3 separate regions of the Mus musculus genome follow, and all the other regions are linked to region 3. Evidence: chromatin contacts called from public promoter capture Hi-C data. All regions are on one chromosome and are shown on one strand. Each heading gives the region's core, a stretch centred on a gene start, on an enhancer-like site or on the middle of the called end of the contact. The rest is flanking DNA. Distances are from core to core; before and after follow the strand shown.

Region 1 (4,075 bases), core at 727-3,226, 210 kb before region 3:
ATCTGGGCATTAGCTATAAACTATATCTTGCATCTCTTTAGCAGAAAAACAGGGTGCCTCTGCAGCTATACCATGTAGGTAAAAGAAAAGAACATTGATGATGTTCTTTGATGACTTGTGCTAGAATTGTAGCAATAAATGTTCCCCACTATCCTTAAGCTGATTACAATCTCTGAGATTTATGCTGTGGTTAGTTTTGGTGAGTGACCTCAGGTTTGGTATACTACAGTTTTTGTACAGAAATTCAAGATCAAAGCTCTGTTGGAATAAGGCTGCACCACAGAAAATGTGTTGATGAAGCATCATGTTTATCACGCCTTTTATTCAAGTCTCCCACCTCTTCATTCCCCTAGCATTCCCGGGGACCTTAACTGATTCATGTCTCTGTTTAAATTATAGCAGGCACCTTCATTTCATTTTGATTCATAAAAGAATTTGGTTGCTTAATGGTAACAAAACTTATTTTCTGTTTCTGTTTGGAGTTCCTGAATGTACCTCCCACATGCTAAAGAGCCTTCCTGATGGTGCCATTTCTGTTCAATCTGGTATCTATCCCGAGAAGCAGGTGAACATTAGGGGAGTAAGTTAGCAAAGTGAGATATTTTTAAATATTTTATTTTTATGTTTATAGGCGCTTTGCCTGCATGCATTTTTGTGTCCCATGTGCATGCTGTGCCTAGTTGAACCAAAAGAGGGTGTCAGGTCCTCTGGGAGTTATAGACGTATCTGCATTCCATGTGAATGCTGAGACTTGAACCCAACTCCTCTAGAAGAGCAACCAGTGCTCTTAGCTGCTGAGCTGTTTCTCTAGTAATGTGCCAGAACCTCTGAATCTCAGCTCCCTATAAAATACTTCTAGTCATGAAAATCACAGATTTGGAAGTCACTTATAAAATATAGGTATAAACAAGATGAATGTTATACTAACATTTGGCATCAAATCAGAGCAGAGACTCGTGTGGCATCATTTCATATGAATCGCATGCATGTTCCTGATGACAAACAGTGACTTCACATTTTTGACTGGGCTGGCAGTATAGCATGAAATTGACTACATGGAAATAGCTCCACCTTCGCATGGGTATCCTTTCCTTGGAAACTTGACTGTAGAGGCATGAAGGTTGTGATAATTAGAAGCATCTGTATGGTGAGCATGTTAAAACTTTTTAGTTTTGCTGATAATTAAAAGTGACTCTTTGGGGTCTGCAAAAGCTGGTGAAAGTAGAAGCTTTCCAACACAGCTGGGACTAAATCTTCAGATGAGAAGCAAAGCAGAGCTAAGCTTCTCCAGCCCTTCTGCTGGGAGGAGCAAATGTTCCCTGCTTTCCTTTAGGAACCAGATGGAAACCACTGTTAAATGGCACTCCTTGGTGGCTCACTGGCTCATTATTCCATGGCCAACCTCTGTACTCATAACACAAGCATTTGGCTTAGTGAGTTCCTCAGAACATTTGCACCTGATGGGCCATTTTATTGGGCCCATCATCGGCCATCATGTGTGACATTTAATTGGGAATGAATTTTCAATGCCTTGTGTTTATATATAAAGGCAGGAGTTTGTTCAAAGCATCTAGTCACAGGAAAGGAGAACAAAGGGCTCTTTTTCTTATACTCTACAGAGGTCTTGCAATGTACTGTCCCTGAGTGAAGCCAGACACACCAACTTGCATCTTGGCTCATGCACGACCAGTCATGACTCAGCTGTAATTTTAACATGGCAATTATTTTCCCACGAAATACGTGCAACTGCCTTGCATGTAAGAAAAACATGTGCCTTTTTCGAATGTCTTATGTTCTTTGCATTGGATTTGAATTTCCATCCTCTAAGAAAGCCACCTTCTTTACAAGGTAGACACTTCAATATTACTGCAAAGTCTAAGTTCCAAGAAAAACCATGAACTCTTTGTTGTAAATCATTTTCACATTGTGAATTTGTTGGTTGTATTATAATTACAGCAGATGAACTGCTTATGTGTGGGCAGCTTGCAGCCTGTAAGCAGAGGCCACTGCTTTAGCACATGTCAGTTTATGTATGAGTTGACGATAGAGAGGTTTGTAAAGAAAAAGATGAATCCCAGGCTTCCACATTGACCACTTTAATTGGCTTCTTTTACTACCATTTTACTACATGCTGAGATTTGTAATTAAAACTTTATGATAAAGACTTACAAAAAGAAATATCATATTACTTTTTAAATAAATTAGCCAGGCACACCATTTTTTAAGTAAAAAAAAACATCTTTTTTTAAACCAAAATATTTTATTCAAAATATCATTTATTAGTTCTGGGGAAAAGTTTTAAAGTGTGAATTATTCCAGGAATATAGCAATATTCACTTTCCATGGAGCTTGGTAGTCATGATTCGATGAGAAATCAGCTGTATTAAAAGAGGCAGTGCATTTGATTCAGCTAAGCATAGGACTCGGCGTGTGTAACTCAGACTGGAGTACTTGCTGGGCATGTGTGACACCTTGTGCTCCACCCCCAACCCTACAATAAAAATGCAACCTAAAACTGCTATGTTAAGTTGAGCTTGGGAATATTGGAGAATATTTTATTGTGGAGTCATGGATCTATAGGTGACAGGTGGGAAAGAAGAGGAATCAGAGAGACCACTAATATTCTTTGTATTTTTGAGACAGCAGGAGGTGTAGATATGGAAGGAAATGAACGTGAGATCTGAGAAGAAGAGATTTACATGGGCTCACAGAGTCCATGCAATATTCAAAGATGTCTGACCTGAGTTCATGTTTTCTGAATGCTAACTGACTAGGCAAGTGACTTGCTCTTCACAAACTGAAAGGGGAATGGTTATGGTGAATATTTGATATTAATATATGAATCATAATCTACCATACGGTTACTCTCATTAATTATTATTGCCCTGTAATGAAAGTTCTATGAATTCTCCTGTTTTGATGTTAAAGTGATATAGCAAAGCACACCTATTATTTACTTATTCTTTGGCCCTGGTGTGCACCTACTACTTCTACCAAGACAGCCCCTGAAAGTACTGAGTTGAAATAAGTTCTGGCTTATAGCTTTGGTATTCTTTAACTTATAATGCTGAAAGATTGCCTGCTGGATTAAGAGTTGACAGGTGAAGGCTTTTGCTATCCATGGTCTCATTACCGTTTAGACATGTGTCAATTTATACACTCCCAGTAGTTGATCACACAATCTTGAGTCAAATATAGTATTTCACAGGTGCTCACCCAAGTCTAAAAACAGCTCCACCCACTGGAGAAAGCTGATGGAGACTTAATTCTGACAAACAGATTTTTCTTTCTACCTCAGGAATTCACTAGAGTGAATAAACCAGATTGACTCATTTAACTTGGTAAAAATCATTTGAAAGCATGCAAAAATGGAAGTGGGGGAGGGATTAAAGAATACCACCTGGGCTATTGAATTACCTAGTGCTGCAGTCTCATAAAACAGTGATGTTTCGAAAGGTGCATGGGTTGAGAATAAATATTCAGAAGCTCTATGATGAAACAGTACTATAATAGAATTGCTTGCAATCTCAATATGCTCTTTTGTCTTTTGTCTTTTGTTGGGTGTGTGATAATGATATGCACCAAAGATTGGCCACATCATTAGAGGAGAAATGAAGTGATGGACTGACACCCTGCAGTTGCCAGCAACGCTGTGAAACTCGATATGCATTCAAATGTGATGAATGAAAGCTTGGTCCACTGATTTTGCTGTGACACGTGTTTGAGTATGCTTTGTATTGGAAGGAAAAGTTCCCTTTCTCACTGTGGAGCCATAAATTAACTTGTGTTCCTCTCCTTACAGTAAAGAGCTACCTGCTTGGTGTTTTTAAATGGCATCACCAATTACTAGTGAAATATTTATGGCTTTATCCACACTAAATGGATAGAAACAAACTCAAGTCCTTGAGCATGTAATTAGAGTAGGCCATAAAGAGACAATAGGGAGACTGGGGAGAGGGGTCAGTGATAGAACATCTGGATAGCGTGTAAAAAAATGCTATATTCAATCTCCAGTACCACACTCAAAGAATACAGTTGTAAGTACCCTCCTTGTGGACCTAGAATGAAGCCACAT
Region 2 (4,200 bases), core at 20-2,519, 200 kb after region 3:
TGCAGTGCTTGGAAAAGCATCTTTGTCAGTGAAAATACAGCTAGTAAGATCTGAGAGCTCTGGCCATGAAGTCTTTCTTATTGCCACAACTTAGAACCCTGCACCCTAGTATCTTACCAGATAACTTATATTTAGACACAAGGATATGAAGTTACCTAACAAATGCCCCTAAGCAAGAAGTTCAGAAATACCTAGCAGTGATTCTGGAAGGCTGTGTTGAGCTGGATCTGGCCTCAGCATTGACTGATTTCTGGCCCTCTCATGAGTGTAATAAAGAGCGCATATTCCCGACTATGCGCTGTCTCTCTGTAGCTAATAGCTATTACGTATTAGTAAACTGTCCCCAAGCAGATAGAGAAGTTTTTCCTGAATGTAAACATAGTCCCCTCCAAGCCAAATCTTCTTTATTTTTCTTTTTTTAATTTACTCTTCTCCCATATATTATATCCCAACTGCAATCCCCCCTGACTCCCCTCCTCCTAGTCTCTCCCCTCTACCTTCTCTTTCCTCTCCCCTCAGAAAAGAGCAAACCTCCCAGAGATAACAACCAAACACAACATAACAAGCTACAATAAGAACAGGCACATAGTCTCACATCAAAGCTGAATGGGGCAACTCAGTAGGGGAAAAAGGATCCTAAAGGCAGGCAGGCATCCTTTGGGAGTCTAAGACTCCCACTACCACTACCCCACTACCACTGAGGAATCCCACAAGAACATCAAGCTATACAACCATAATATATATGCAGAGCCCCTAGGTCAGACCCATAAAGTCTCCCTGATCTCTGTGAGCCCACTTGAGTCAGTTGATTCTGTAGGCTGTGTTATTTTGGTATCGCTGACCCCTCTGTTCAACCCTTCCTCTCCTTACTCTGCAGGACTAGTATTTGCTCTGCCTAGTATTTGGCTGTGAACTCTGCATCTGCTCCCATCAGTTGCTAGATGAAATTTCTCTGGTCCCTCTGATGATGACTGTGCTAGGCTCCAGCCCCAGCACATCCTGCAGGCAGGACAAACTGTAGGTCACAGGTTTTGTGGCTGGGTTGGTGTCCCAATCCCTCCACTTGAGGCCTTGCCTGGTTACAGACAACAGCTGGTTCAGGCTCAATGTCCCCTGTTCCTAGAAGTCTTTGCTAGTGTCCCTCTTGTAGATTTCATGGAGTTTAGATTGCACTGGGTTTCTACCTTGCCCCCGAAATGCATCACCAATTCTACTCGGTATCCTCTCCCTCCATCTCCCCGTCCCTCCTGTTCCCATCTGAATCCACCCCCAGTCCAGCTGGGAAATCTATTTCCCCTTTAAGCCTTCCTTGTTAACTTAGCTTCTCTGGGACTGTGGGTTATAGTGAGATCATTTTTTACTTTACAAGCTAAGTCTTCTCGTGTGATACATATAGAAATCTTCCTCAAAAAAAGAATCCTCTTAGAAAATGCCTTATCTCTTAAATATTTTCATTTGCAAGCTTGTTCTTGAAAGTTCCATTTTAAACAGGCTAACAGCCTCTAATTAGATCTAATTAGTGTTTAGTGTAATAAAAATCCATCACTGTCAGGAGTAAGAATTCCCAAGTGACAAGTTTACCAGAGACACAGTCCTAGTGAATCAGGCAAGCAGACTGCTTGTGTCCTAGGAAACCGACGACTCGGGACAGAATGTTCATCCACTCTGAGTAATAAATACCTCTCCCCCAATTATCAACTCATTCTCGGATACTTTCATCTACTACATCTCGTATTGCAATGATCTGGTGATGCCAGGCTAAACACATGGAATCACAAACAAGAGAGATTGTAACTAATGGTACGAGGTAGTATGACAAGCATACCACACTAGGAGAACCTTGGCCCAGAAAGCTGGCACTGGCCTGGCATGAAATAGTCTTTCTTCCACGTGTAGGATAGGTTCCTAGGAGTTTCCTGCAGAATGAGAGGGCACTGTGCCTAGTACCATCTTCAGTACGGCTTACTATAACTTAAGGCAGGAAGTGGAGGATGGGTTGAGTGTTGAGGGAATGAAACCGGTCATGGGTTAACCATCAATAAAGCTGAGAGCAGAAAACGGGAAAGCTTGCTCTGTATTTGTACACCATGTCTATTCTAGTCTGCATCCGATATTTGTCATTCTCTCAAACAGCCAAGGGAAAAAATTTAAAAGCAGAAAGTTTTCTTTGGGGTCTTGGGGCTCGGGGCTTTCAGTCCATGATCATCTTGGCTCTATCCCTGGGCACTGGGAAAGGCAGACTATCATGGTGATGGAAGTATGGTGGAGCGAAAGCAGCTCACCTTATGACTGACAGGAAGCAGAGAGACAAGACAAAGCCAGGGCAAATCTAGCCCCTCAGTGTCAATTCTACTCCTCCAGGTAGAACCCCCCCCCACCTCTTATTTCCTTCACCTCCCCAAAAAAGATTCCAGCTGGCTACCAAGCCTTCCACACATAAGCCTATTGAGGACATTTCCTGACCTAACCCATTACATTAAAATGAGAAATAAGCTTGAAATTCAGGGGACGTAGAAATAGGCAGTGAATGGACGTGGAAGTTAAGTTCAATATTCACCAAAGCACTAGTTCTGCTAGGCAAGCTTCTTAGGAACTCGCCAGATTGTGTGAGGAGGAAGCACACACCTTAATCATCATAACACTGGCTGGGCCCAAGGCTAACATTACACAACATGCTAATAAACATTGAGACAATCTTACTATTTCTAAGGCACCATCATTTTAATACCTTGTGTGCATTAATCTAATTATCCCTACACTCTTAATTATCCGCATGATCCCTAAGCATATAGCCTATGCCATTTGTACAAGGTCACACAGTGAATGAGTGGTGAGGGCAAATAGGTAGAGTTGGAAAAACAAAGAAGATGAAAGAAAGCGAGAGGTACAAAATGCATTTGAGAAGTGCCCTGGACATATGGTTCAGACATCAGAGATAGTGCAGGGAACAGCATCCTAAAAAGAGTTTATGGAGGACAAGATACTGGGTTGCTAAGGGAAAGAAGAGGACAGACTGTGGCTGGGTGAGAAACTGACTGAGGGTCACAGACAAGGATCCCTATCCCATCTCCCCCAAAGAATGTTGTCACCCAGAGACACAGGAAGGAGCCTTAGGTTAGCACCTACCCTTGGCCAGCACAAGATCTGTCGTTGTTCTGCCAGAGCCTCCTGCCAGCTGCACCACCACAGGGACATGGCACTGCCTCCTCGGGTGACTTTTCTGGACATGCGTATCAAATGTGGTGCCGCACACCCATCCAGACTTTATGGTCTCTTAAGCAATGCTCATCTCAGCATGCACTAAGTCTGCAGTAAAATTGCCGTCTGCTGACCCAGAAGAAGCTGCTGCTATTGAGTCTAGCCATGCTGCCTGCTGTAGAGGCTAGTTAGAGCCCGGGGGCAATTGCTGCACAGGCTTCAACAGTGGCAGTGGTGTTGGCCATCTATCCTAAGATTCCATTACTGGGGAAAGAAGAAAATACAACAAAGCACCCTCAAGCAAGTGACTGAAATGTATTCCTTGAACGGGGAACCAAATTCAAGAGCTGCATGCTGCCCCACCCCCACCCCACCCCTGGGTTTTCCTGAGCATTCTAAAGCATCTTACCAACTCTGTTTTTCTTCAAGTATGCATTTCCGATAGAATATATTTAAGACTCCAAGCCAAGGACTGTTCGTGAAAACAAGCTTCATACCTACACAAGCACTGCTTTCAATATGCCCTGTCCTGTGCTTGACCACACTTTGTAGTATAGTCATAGTTATTGAGTGGTTGTGGACCTCTCAATAACTATATGCAATATTAGAGCTCCAGAGATACTTCTGAAACACAGTTGAAAATTTCGCAAAGTATAATTTTCTCCTAGCTTGCAATCAGAGAATGACATTTTGGCCCAACAAAATGATAATCCAAATTACAGGAAAGGAAGGAAATATTACATATTTAACAGGCACCAATAATGTGCGCAGCAGATATAATTGATTTGCTGGGAGGCCTCGGGATCTTACAGTGGTTCTTTTCCTGGCTGGCATTCAGTCAACACTGATTAGCTGATTGCTGGAAGGGTAGCCTACCTTTTCGGGCACATTGTTGAGTGGCCTTGACAGCTGTCTGTTTTTAGAGCTGCCTGCTACTCACAAGGTTTGCAGCACACGTTTGGTCAGTACTCTCTCACCTCACTCAGCTTTAAGAGACTATCC
Region 3 (4,057 bases), core at 1,162-3,661:
CTCTAATAGCCATCGCAGGTGGGGGGAGGGCAGTCCGGACTCCCGCTGGACTGCCAGATGTTTAGTTTCTGGCCTCCTTGGAGCACCGGGAAAAGAACAGAGAAAAAGCTCCTTCCTGCCCCCATGAGTCACCTCTAGAAGGATGCTCTTCCCAGCCTGGGATTTGCCCAAAGTGGAGGGGGCGGGAAGGATCAAATTTGCTTTGTTATTGGGAGAATGGGAGAGGTGTGGAGAGGGAAAGAGAGGAGAAAGAAGTGAGAGGAGGGAAGACAGGGGAAGGGAAGAGAGAAAAGAGAGGAGAGTTGTTTTGTAGCTCAGACTAGCAAAGAAGAGCAACAGGGAGCGGCCGGCCGGCCGGGGGCCCCCCCGCTCCCCTCGGGGCCTCTGAAGCGGCACGCACCGTAATTCCCTGCCCGGAGCTGTGCAGATTTCCACAAACAATGACATCACCGGGCGCCGGCAGTGGGTGGCAGCGGGGGGGATTTTCCTGGGCGCGCAGCGGTCGGGCGGAGCAAAGCCGCTCCGAGCTGGCGGGGGCGCGGGCTCGCGGCGCCCCCGGGGACCCGGGCAGCCAGCTGGGCAGGGGAGGGCGGGGGCGGGCGGGGGCGGGCTCGGGGCGGCCCGGGGCGGGGCCCGCCGATCCTCTGGCCTCCATTGGCCGCTGGCGGGCGCGCGTCACCCGGGCTGGCGCTCGCCTCCAGCCCTCTAGAATTGGAGCCGAGGAGGAGCTGAAAATGCAGATTTAGCATCAAGCACAGACACACACTAGCTCTTTCTCTCGGGTACACACAGCTCCGCACATTCGCACCCCTGCCAGCCAGCCGGGCTGCGCGACTCCCCGGCTTCCCTGGCAGCCAGCTGCTGGTGGACAGCGTACAGATTTGCTGTTTGCCAAGCTTCTTTTCTGCCTCTTTTGCTATACAAAGATTTTTTTTTTTAAAAAAAAAAAAAAAGAAAAACAGAAACAAAAACTACATACCTATTTTTTATTTGCATCTTCCCTCTTCGTCCCCTGCTCCACCACCCTGCGCGCCTCACAGCCCCACTTTTCACTCCCAAAGAAGGATGGAGGGCGGTTGTGGATCCCAGTGGAAGGCGGCCGGGTTCCTCTTCTGTGTGATGGTTTTTGCGTCTGCCGAGAGACCCGTCTTCACGAATCATTTTCTTGTGGAGTTGCATAAAGACGGAGAGGAAGAGGCTCGCCAAGTTGCAGCAGAACACGGCTTTGGAGTCCGAAAGGTAAGATTTTTTTTCCATACATTTCACATGTTGTTTCCAGAGGAGGGACAGCCTTGCGCAATCTCGTTGCAGATTTGCAAGTTTTCTGTCTTTTTATGCTATGCAGCTATTCTGCCATCGGTTCTCAAACACGACATTGCCTCCGGTGATCTTTCATGGGTTATGTAATTAAAATGTCCTTCATCTGTATTAGAAAGGTCAGAGAAATAATTTGTTGGTGTTTGACTTGGTGGGGGCAAAATAAGACCGCACCTTACAAAGGATGCTGTGCGCCCCGGCTGCTGTCCGAGGTACCAAGTTCTCCAGGCTGCCTAGGGACAGAGGGATAGAGTCCAGAGCAGCTGGGCTTACGTCGACTGCTTTGCCAGGGAAGTCTCCCAGCCCCCCACGCCCCGGAGAAAGAATAGTTTCCCACCGACATGGCTCAAAGATCGAGCGTTGCAGTTCACCTCAGTTTTCCGACCCACGCCTAAGGACTTCCCTCCCAGCGACTTTCAGTCCCTGCTTTTTTCCCCAGTGGACAAGAGCTTTCTGACTTGGAAACAAGGACGGAGTTCTCTGTCCAAAACGAGTGCTGAACTTGTGCGCTTTGGCTCCTGCCCACGACCTCCCACTCCAGAAGCGCACTCCTGTTTGGAGAGTTCTTAATTTGCTTCTTTAGGACACCTCGCTGCCAAGAGAGATGGATTCTGAGGGGGATTCCCCCCGGAAAAGTCGAGGTGTCCTCTCCTGATGTGTGGGCAGCCAGCGCGGTTTTCCCCAGAGAGCACGGGGATCCCCATTCCAAGAAGTTGTCCAAGTTGAACTGTTTGGATAAGATTTCGAGCTTTGGGTGCCTCTGGCAACCTCTGGATAAGTTAGGGTACTCGTCCTGCGGGGAACAGAGGAGAATAATTCATTTGGCGGGGAGCATGCCTGACCTGCTCTTCCTGCGAAATATCTGTATCCCAGATCTGGAGTGTCCTTAGGGGACCTGGCACCGCTAGGGGAGAGTGAGGATGCAAGGAGAAGCCAGTCTGAGGGGAATGGAAGGTCAAAGGATGCAGCTTGGTACCCGTGGGCTGTCCCCTCCCTCCTGATCCCACAAGAAAAGAGGCTTGAGAGAGCATTGGGTTCCCTCCCTAGAAGGGCAACACAGGCTGGTCTCCTCTGTCAGAACTTCCTATGTCTCTTGCCGAGTTCCCAGCTACTAGGATGACTCCTTCAGGAGCGCAGGGCTCTCCCGCCTACACTCACCAGCGGCGCGGCGGGCGCGTATTCTACCTCAGCTGTGTTTGGCAGCGAGTTTCACAGAGGTCCTGGAAGAAGCGCAGGTCTGCGGGTGGCGCGCGGGCGGGTCTCACACACCTAGAACTAGTTGCTCCCGAGAAGAGAAGTGTGGGTGGAGCAGGGGAAACCAGGTTCCTGTTGATAGAACAGTCTCCTGGCCTCCTGGCCCACGGAGACTTCTTTCAAACGACATTCAACCCTGAAACAAGCTGATACCCCACCTAACCCCGCTCCGCCCTCCTCCCCCCATTGGCAAAATCCAGCGTCCTAGCGGCATTGGCAATGAGTGATTATAGTTAGCTGATATCTGACTGTGAGATCTTGCATACTTTCCCTTTTGAAAAAAAAAAGATTTATCTCATCGTGTGGGGGGGTGGTGGGGGGGGTGTAGGTTGGAACTGGGATTACCGAAGGTTGTGAACTGCTCCGTGTGAGCACCTGTATGCACCCTTAACCCATGAGTTCTCTTTCCAGCCTGCTTAGATGCATTCGTATTTAATATCAACAGCTGCAAGAATGCTTCTGTTATTAGAAAACCCTTGCTAGGTGTTGACAGGGCTTTATGGCTGGGCTACCCTACGAAGGGAAGAGGCAGCAAGATCTTTAATTCTTCTATACCTGTGTAACCCTACCTGTGGGTACCTTCTGTGTCAGCCCTTTCTGACAAGGAAGGAAACCCATCTGCTGCAATGGTTTTCCATCTCCTTTTTCTTTCCCCCTGGAAAACACATTCTTGAGATCTGATGCTAAAAACCTAATGAAAGGTAGGTGTAACTGAGCCTGATAATGGCTAACCCTGTCAATTTTTCAATATATTTTTTTTTCCTAATGGGAATGAATAACTCAGTGAGTGCTTAACGGTTGTGATGGTGAGATTGAAGCCAGGAAATATAAAGGTAATCTTATGGTTTATCAGCAATTTGGTTCGACTTTGAACAGAAAGACACATATACTTTGGGGTTAACTATTTCTCCTCATTCCATTCTTTCTTGGAGAGGAGGTCACTGACTGATTTTGTATTGCAATATCAAGCTGCAATCCTCAGCTATGAAGAACAGGCTTTCGATTTGGTGTCTCCTTTTTCCTCTCCTTGTCCTCTCAGATAGTACCTCCTAACCAAATCCTAGTCTTTTGCCCTGATACGTATTCAAAGGCTAACCCATGTATGACAAGGTACTTGTGCCTGAAGAAGCTTTGTGGTGCAATGCCCAGAGAGCATTGAGCCCTCCAATGAGCCTTTTTTTTTCCTTCTTTGAAGGATCACATGCTGTTGATCCTTCAAGACCTGGACCTAAATCTTGCCTGATGCTACAGCCATAAAGAGCTTCCCTTCTCCCAGCTGCCCACAAGGCAGGAACAGCCACTGCCCTCTGTCCTACCCTCAGTCACTCATGGGAACCTAAGTATTCAGAGCCAATGTCCTCTGTATTCCTGGCTTCTTTGCCTTATCCAGTCAACTGCTGTGCTTGACGGCCCTTAATGTATTCGTATGACTGTTTCCCAGGCACTGTCCTCTCTTGGTCTCTTTGCACTGCTCTATACTTGTCCC

The links. Promoter capture Hi-C pulls out the DNA fragments that hold promoters and counts their contacts.
Region 1: a promoter capture Hi-C map of hippocampal neurons shows a contact between it and region 3, with 6 times the contacts expected there. The contact joins the enhancer-like site here to the promoter of Pcsk2os1 in region 3. A contact is called at or near these places in 1 of 39 promoter capture datasets (hippocampal neurons), 3 of 484 Hi-C or Micro-C datasets (cerebral cortex and cortical neurons), 3 of 115 datasets of contacts at active chromatin or transcription factors (embryonic forebrain, forebrain and neural tube) and 3 of 9 other capture datasets (adipose tissue, liver and pancreatic islet).
Region 2: a contact with region 3 is called in a promoter capture Hi-C map of hippocampal neurons, with 4 times the contacts expected there. The contact joins the enhancer-like site here to the promoter of Pcsk2os1 in region 3. A contact is called at or near these places in 8 of 39 promoter capture datasets (the 3T3-L1 cell line, 3T3-L1-derived adipocytes, the HPC-7 cell line and 3 more), 7 of 115 datasets of contacts at active chromatin or transcription factors (embryonic forebrain, embryonic midbrain, embryonic stem cells and 4 more) and 2 of 9 other capture datasets (embryonic stem cells and pancreatic islet).

What each region holds. Positions count from the first base shown.
Region 1 is chr2:143,338,910-143,342,984 of GRCm38.p6, forward strand. No RefSeq gene overlaps it. Among named protein-coding and RNA genes, the nearest start is that of Gm33599, 150 kb to the right of the region's middle. Within about 2 kb of position 1,977, at least 2 of the 459 cell types and tissues checked have an H3K27ac peak or open chromatin away from gene starts, as enhancers often do. A contact at or near this core is called in hippocampal neurons, where this site is marked.
Region 2 is chr2:143,750,987-143,755,186 of GRCm38.p6, forward strand. The region is part of intron 6 of Pcsk2 (proprotein convertase subtilisin/kexin type 2); the gene reads left to right. The region is part of intron 2 of Pcsk2os2 (proprotein convertase subtilisin/kexin type 2, opposite strand 2); the gene reads right to left. Among named protein-coding and RNA genes, the nearest start is that of Pcsk2os2, 36 kb to the right of the region's middle. Within about 2 kb of position 1,270, at least 5 of the 459 cell types and tissues checked have an H3K27ac peak or open chromatin away from gene starts, as enhancers often do. A contact at or near this core is called in hippocampal neurons, where this site is marked.
Region 3 is chr2:143,545,426-143,549,482 of GRCm38.p6, forward strand. Pcsk2os1 (proprotein convertase subtilisin/kexin type 2, opposite strand 1) reads right to left here and starts at 2,412. Exons shown (of 3, transcript NR_040354.1): 1 at 980-2,412. It overlaps Pcsk2 (proprotein convertase subtilisin/kexin type 2), which reads left to right and starts at 708. Exons shown (of 12, transcript NM_008792.4): 1 at 708-1,239. The coding sequence starts at 1,066.